2 separate regions of the Anser cygnoides genome follow, and region 1 is linked to region 2. A link is a contact called in public Hi-C data. All regions are on one chromosome and are shown on one strand. The core of a region is the stretch at or near the end of the contact, and the rest is flanking DNA. Distances in the headings are between cores, read along the strand shown.

Region 1 (2,857 bases), core at 83-2,582, 460 kb after region 2:
TTCTCACTGCAGTTACGCACTGACAAAACTGATTCAGTTGTAAGACAAATATCACAACTTTCCTCAGGGCCTCTGGACTCCCAAACCCAAGCAGACTGGTGAAGAAGAGCAGAGATTTCCACCACAAAGACAGTCTGTGCTCAGGAGAAGGCGGAGGTTTTGGGGAAGAAGATCTCTTGGGAACAGGGTTTCTGTTCTCCCCGGGGGGCAGAAGGGGCTTGTTAAGATAGCAGCTGGCAAAATATGTACTTCTCACTACTGCATGAACAAAGGGAAGATAATGGGTGAGGTTAGCTTAGAGCAGCAGTAGCTGTGGAGCATGGCAAGGCTGTTTTCAGAGACAGTTCCACTGCTTGGTCTACACAGCTGCCATCCATGGTCAGGGCTAATTCAACTACAGATCAGTCTCAGTTTATAAAATAGAACATGAAATGGGTATGAATGGGTTATTATTATTATTTTTTTGGCTCCAGAAATTATTGTTATTGTTATTTATTGTTATTGTTATTGTTATTAATAATAAAAAAAAACCAACATCCTCAATCTTAGTGACTTTTCCTTGAGAAACCCATAAGGATGTCTCCCAGTTGAAAAGACACCACTTTGCAGATGTCTGCAACATGAAGTCAAACGAAAAGAAACTCTGCACTGTGGGGTCACACCAAACTCTTGCTGTTGTGCCTGTCTTTATCAGGGAAGGTTTCCTTTGTCTGGTCTGGCTTGCTTGTCAGGGGACTGAGGTCTGTTTATACAGCTATACAAATAGCTCTTTGGATTGGCAGCTGTTACACTCTGCCACATATGAACTCACACTGAGACATTTTCATGGATCAATTTTTAAAGGGAACCTTGCAAAAGCTATTTATTTTGCTTTCACTTTTTTTTTTTTTTTAATTGGATATGCACACATGCTTCTCTGTGAGGTATGACTCTTAATGTAGTTAGTAAATTGTTTGGTCCATAATATAAACTATATATATATAAATTATAAGCTACTATAATTAAATAAGTATTTTCTCACTCTGTCTCATAAACACAGAAGAGCAAGTGTATACAGTCCCATAATTATTTATACAACTAATCTTAAAATTCTTTATGCTTTATTTGTCCTTCTTGGGGTATGTATAAACAATCATTTCACTGCTTCTCTTGTACCACAAATTCTTCAGACTGACTAGGACTGTAATTTCTAATGTAACACCAAATAGTGCAGTCCAAAGCCATGCTAAAATATAACATAGTAAGATAAAATTAAACTCTCATTTGAAAGCCTCTGACACATGCTTATAAGAGAGACCACAGAAAACTCACCCTAAAATAATTATTCTGCCTGTCCTTTGTCTAAAGGCAAAGTCCTTTCATATTTACTCATCAGGTATGCTATTGATTCTCCTGCTGACCCAGAGTTCAGTCCAGCTGTCTGGGATTGAGATACGTGCTTGAGGAAACTAGTCAACCTTAACTCAGGGAGATAGACTTGATTTATTCTGAATGTACGCTCTGTGCCCTTTCAGTAACTTCATCTGGAAAACCTTCATCTGTAGGTGTTCACCATGTTGTGAGCACCAGCAGTAGTTTTTGTTCTCTGGCTTGAAGTTCTTCCAAAAAAACTTTTCCCCCATTAATCTGTCTAAATGCTAACAAGACCAAACTCTTCTTTCAGTTTCCCCCGGCCTCTTTCACCTCTGCCTGGCAGGAAGGTACAAAGGACAACTTCACAAAGCACACTTCACAAACCAGCGCTGCAGTGATGCCCTCTTTGCTGCATTACAGAGAATTGTGACAAACACAAAAGGCAATATTTCACTCCTGACATTACAGAAAATTAGATTTTCAAATCCTTTTTCAACAGCAGACCATGAAGTGTGCGTCTAATTTGAAAAGCTCTTAACCAGGAGGGTAATTTCTCCCTAGCACCAATGTGAATGGAAATTATTCTTTTTTAATTTACCATAATCTAAGTCATGAATTAAAAAGTGAATATAGGCTCTAGTTGCTATTGTCATGAAAAACTGGCCTTTTTGCCTATAGTTTCTTTAAATGTTCTGCATTTAGCCCTCCTAGGTGTGTCTACTGCACTATATATATATATATATTATATGTATATATATAAAGTCTCTGTAAAAGAGGAAAACCAATGTATCCAAGAGTTTTCTGTTGTCACTAAGGAGCCTGGATTTTGGGGAGGTTAAACAACCAGTTTACACATCCTGTTCTGTGGATTTGGGAGCATGTAATGAAATGAAGGAAAGCCAGCCATTTTTAAAGGCAGAATTTAGAGAACTAATTTAAAAACATCACTGACCCTCATTCCTTGCATTTCCTGACTTACTGTTATATTCAAAAATGTTTCACAACAAAAGGAGGAAAAAAACCCTATAATATCCCCAACTACAGCTCGTTGGGTGCCTGTCTGTCAGAGGCAGTTTCCTTTCATTTGCTCGGATCTGCTAATTAAATCTAAAACATTCAGTTCACGCAGTAACGCTGAGAAACACGAGGAACAAGGGCTTCTCTTCCAAGCCTGGGAAAAGGCTCTGCTCCAACCTCCATCACACCCGAGTCAGCTCAGGCCAACTCCACTGATGGATCAGAAGCTGTCCCGCTTATTTTGATCCCTTGGTTTTAAAGTTCAGAGATGAAATTCAAAGAGAAAGGGGGAATGGGGGCAGGATACCAGTGTTGGGAGAGTTGTGTTGTTGTTGTAAATGAGAAGCTGCTCAGTTATAACACATTTCAGGGCCACGAGTTGTGATACTTCCCCAGGGAGTGGGCAGAGCACCTCCTGTTCTTGCTGAAACAGAGGAAAATCAGAATGACTTGTGTAGGAGCTCAGGGGGGCAGTTGCTCAGGTGAG
Region 2 (2,769 bases), core at 36-2,535:
CCACTTAGGCAACGCTTTTAACAACTTTTCTAGACCAGCCTCTTTTAGACCCATCAAGTCTCCAGAAAATACAATGAGGGTAAGTATACCTAGGAAGCTAATAACCTTTTGTTTCTAATCTTAGGACACAAACAACACATTTCTACACCCAGAAAATCAGGAAATCAAATTCAGAAATGCTAGTGCACTCTCATTTCCCAGCAACACGCACTTACCTGATGAGAAAATGTGACTTTAGGATGTAGGAGAAACGATACCTGCCAAATCCATGTCAAGCAATCCCTACCCAGCTTTATACACTGGTGTCAGGTGGAGGTGAGGGTGGCAATTAAGGACTCACCCTCATTTTTTGCTGTACATACTCCGTGGCTGAGACTTGCAATGCTCAGGTCAAGTGGCATCCTGGGTGTGCTGGGAAAAACAGTGCTCCAAAGGATCCTGGAGAGGTCACAACGTTCGCTTTCTGTCCAGAAAAATGCAGGCAGGAGTGTATGTATGTAGCTGGCTGGCTAAGTGCCCAGTGAATTACTTTATTTCTGCTGTGACTGTGGCATTTAAGGTCAATTTAGGCCATGAGCTGGGGCTCAGGGCTCAGTCCCACCCAGGGCAGGTGGCTCGCTCTGAACTTTTCTTCTCTGCATTGTCTGAGGGAGTAAATTAGCATTTTTGCAGGACTGTTAGTCTCTTCTGAAGTAGTTTTCTCCATCTGATCAGAAAAGAATCACTCTGAGCCCCAGTGCTGTGCTGCTGAGCTCTCTGGGAGCTATGTGTCAAACAGGAGCTGTTTTGGCTCTCGGCACCTATTGGACTAAAAGTTAAAAAATCACAGCACAGTACAAATTTGAAGTCACTTGTATATATTAAAAGTGCACTTTTAATGACACTAGCCCTTGCAAAGTTGATGCCAGAGTTCAGTTGTAGCAGGAGGAAACGTGGTAACTGCAACAGAGAGTCAGAAAAAGAGAAGCTTCTCTCCACACAGCAGCCTTGTTGTATTCTTTATCCCCTATTTAGCTTACTAATCTGCCTGGTTTGGTGAAGTTTTGGTTTTCAGCTCTTTACCTTGTGATCTCCCTAGCTGTTTTCCCTCCCTAAAGTTAGCCTGAGTAAATGTTTGACTTTGTCCCCTAAGCCCCCGCATACCGTTGTGTAACCTAATAAACCCTTTTATTTCATTAGCACCAGTTTACCCAATGTTCCCGACTAATTGAGAGTGGATTTCCAAGAAGAAAAAGGAAGAACATGTTCACAACCACAGACACCTCTTCACCTGTTTACGAAAGACAACGCGGTTTCTGCCACACAGAAAAAAATATTGGCAAAAAAAAATATCGCATCTCACCTTACTGCAATTTTGTCAGTCCCTATCAGTTCCCTGAACTAAAAGCCGCATCACTTAGCGTTCAAATGAAAGGTAAAAATGCAGGTGGCTGTTTTCCTCTGCGCAGTGGGGATTAGTGGAGCAAATTCTGCACGTAGAGTTGCAGAGGGCACCCCCCTCTCCAGGCTCTGCTTTATGCGTGGAGGGGGCGGCTGCACAGAAGCACGGGGGAAACGAAGGCTGCTGCTCCCTTGCTTTTAGCCACCTGCTTCAGCAGTCTGTCATCTTTGTAGGGAATGAGGAATCAGAGGGAAAAAGCAAAATAGCGTTAGCAAGGATGGGCCTGAATCCCAAGTCAGTATCCTGCTGAAATCTCGACCTCCAGCACTACAAAATCTGCTATGGCCAGATAACCCCTCCAAAAGCCTCTAGTTTGTCCCAAATGTAATATGAACAGGCAGCAGGAGCTTGTACATTTTCTCATCATGGGTCCACAGTGGCTCTGACATGATACTGGCACCTGAAAAGCTGATTTGTTGTCTCAAGGCACCCTTCAGAGGTCTTCAGAGGCCACCTGGCTCTCTGTTACTTCAAAAAGATGCTTGAATCCACTCTGTAAGTGGTCCGAATCACCTTTTGTACTACAGCTTTATGTTCAGGCATTGCCGTATGGGGGCTGCACCTGAAGGAGGGGGATTGAAAATAGCCTCAGATCTCATCAAAAAAACAAAAACCAAACCAAAACAACAAAAAAAAAAAAACCACCACCAATGACAAAAAAACAACAACAAGGACTAATGGCTAGTGCTCCTCACTGCTGTCTATTTCATATGCTGTTTGTGAAACAGTTTTTGGTCCTTCTGTCATCCTGGATGACATGAAAAATAAATATCAAAGGCCTCCCTAAAGTGATCCCATGTAAAGGGAAAGCCGACATGCTTTTATCATTGCTGTGATACCCTTGTGCACCGTCAAGCTCGCTTGCTCTTTCTGGCATGGCCTGACTCAATGCAGGGCCCTGCCATGTACTTCTGGCTAGCCGAAACCCCCTCTGGGCAGCCGGCCAGGTGGGCCAGCCTCGGAGGCACCCTGTCCTCAAACAGGGGACAGCATCTCTGGGGTCGGAGCCTTTTGGAGCACTGCTCCCAAGTGCCCTGGATGCTGCACTTGGGTCATTGTGCTGGAAGTCCCCGGGGCACGCTGGCTCCTCGAGCGTTGTCACCTCCCTTCTGCTGCTGGGGGATGGAGCACCAGATGCAGGTTTCTGGCTGGGACGCTGGTGGGGATGGATCCTGAGAGGGATAAATGTTTGTTGTTTCCACAGTATGTAGACACAGAGCAGTAGGGGGCGGGAGGACACAAATCTGCTCCGCGAGCTCGCCAGTGGGGCTATGGGAGCTGGAAGCTAGGGCCTCTCCTCACTGGCGTGTCCAGGAGATCCAAGGACT

The links. Hi-C and Micro-C count contacts between places; a contact is called where the count stands out from the background.
Region 1: a contact with region 2 is called in a Hi-C map of liver, with 2.5 times the contacts expected there. The contact joins two enhancer-like sites. A contact is called at or near these places in 2 of 7 Hi-C or Micro-C datasets (both in liver).

Annotation. Positions count from the first base shown.
Region 1 is chr1:185,330,464-185,333,320 of Taihu_goose_T2T_genome, forward strand. All of the region lies in intron 1 of LOC106043254 (complement C4-A-like), which reads right to left. Among named protein-coding and RNA genes, the nearest start is that of STOML3, 65 kb to the left of the region's middle. Within about 2 kb of position 1,333, at least 2 of the 3 cell types and tissues checked have open chromatin away from gene starts, as enhancers often do. A contact at or near this core is called in liver, where this site is marked.
Region 2 is chr1:184,865,681-184,868,449 of Taihu_goose_T2T_genome, forward strand. No RefSeq gene overlaps it. Among named protein-coding and RNA genes, the nearest start is that of COG6, 58 kb to the right of the region's middle. Within about 2 kb of position 1,286, at least 1 of the 3 cell types and tissues checked has open chromatin away from gene starts, as enhancers often do. A contact at or near this core is called in liver, where this site is marked.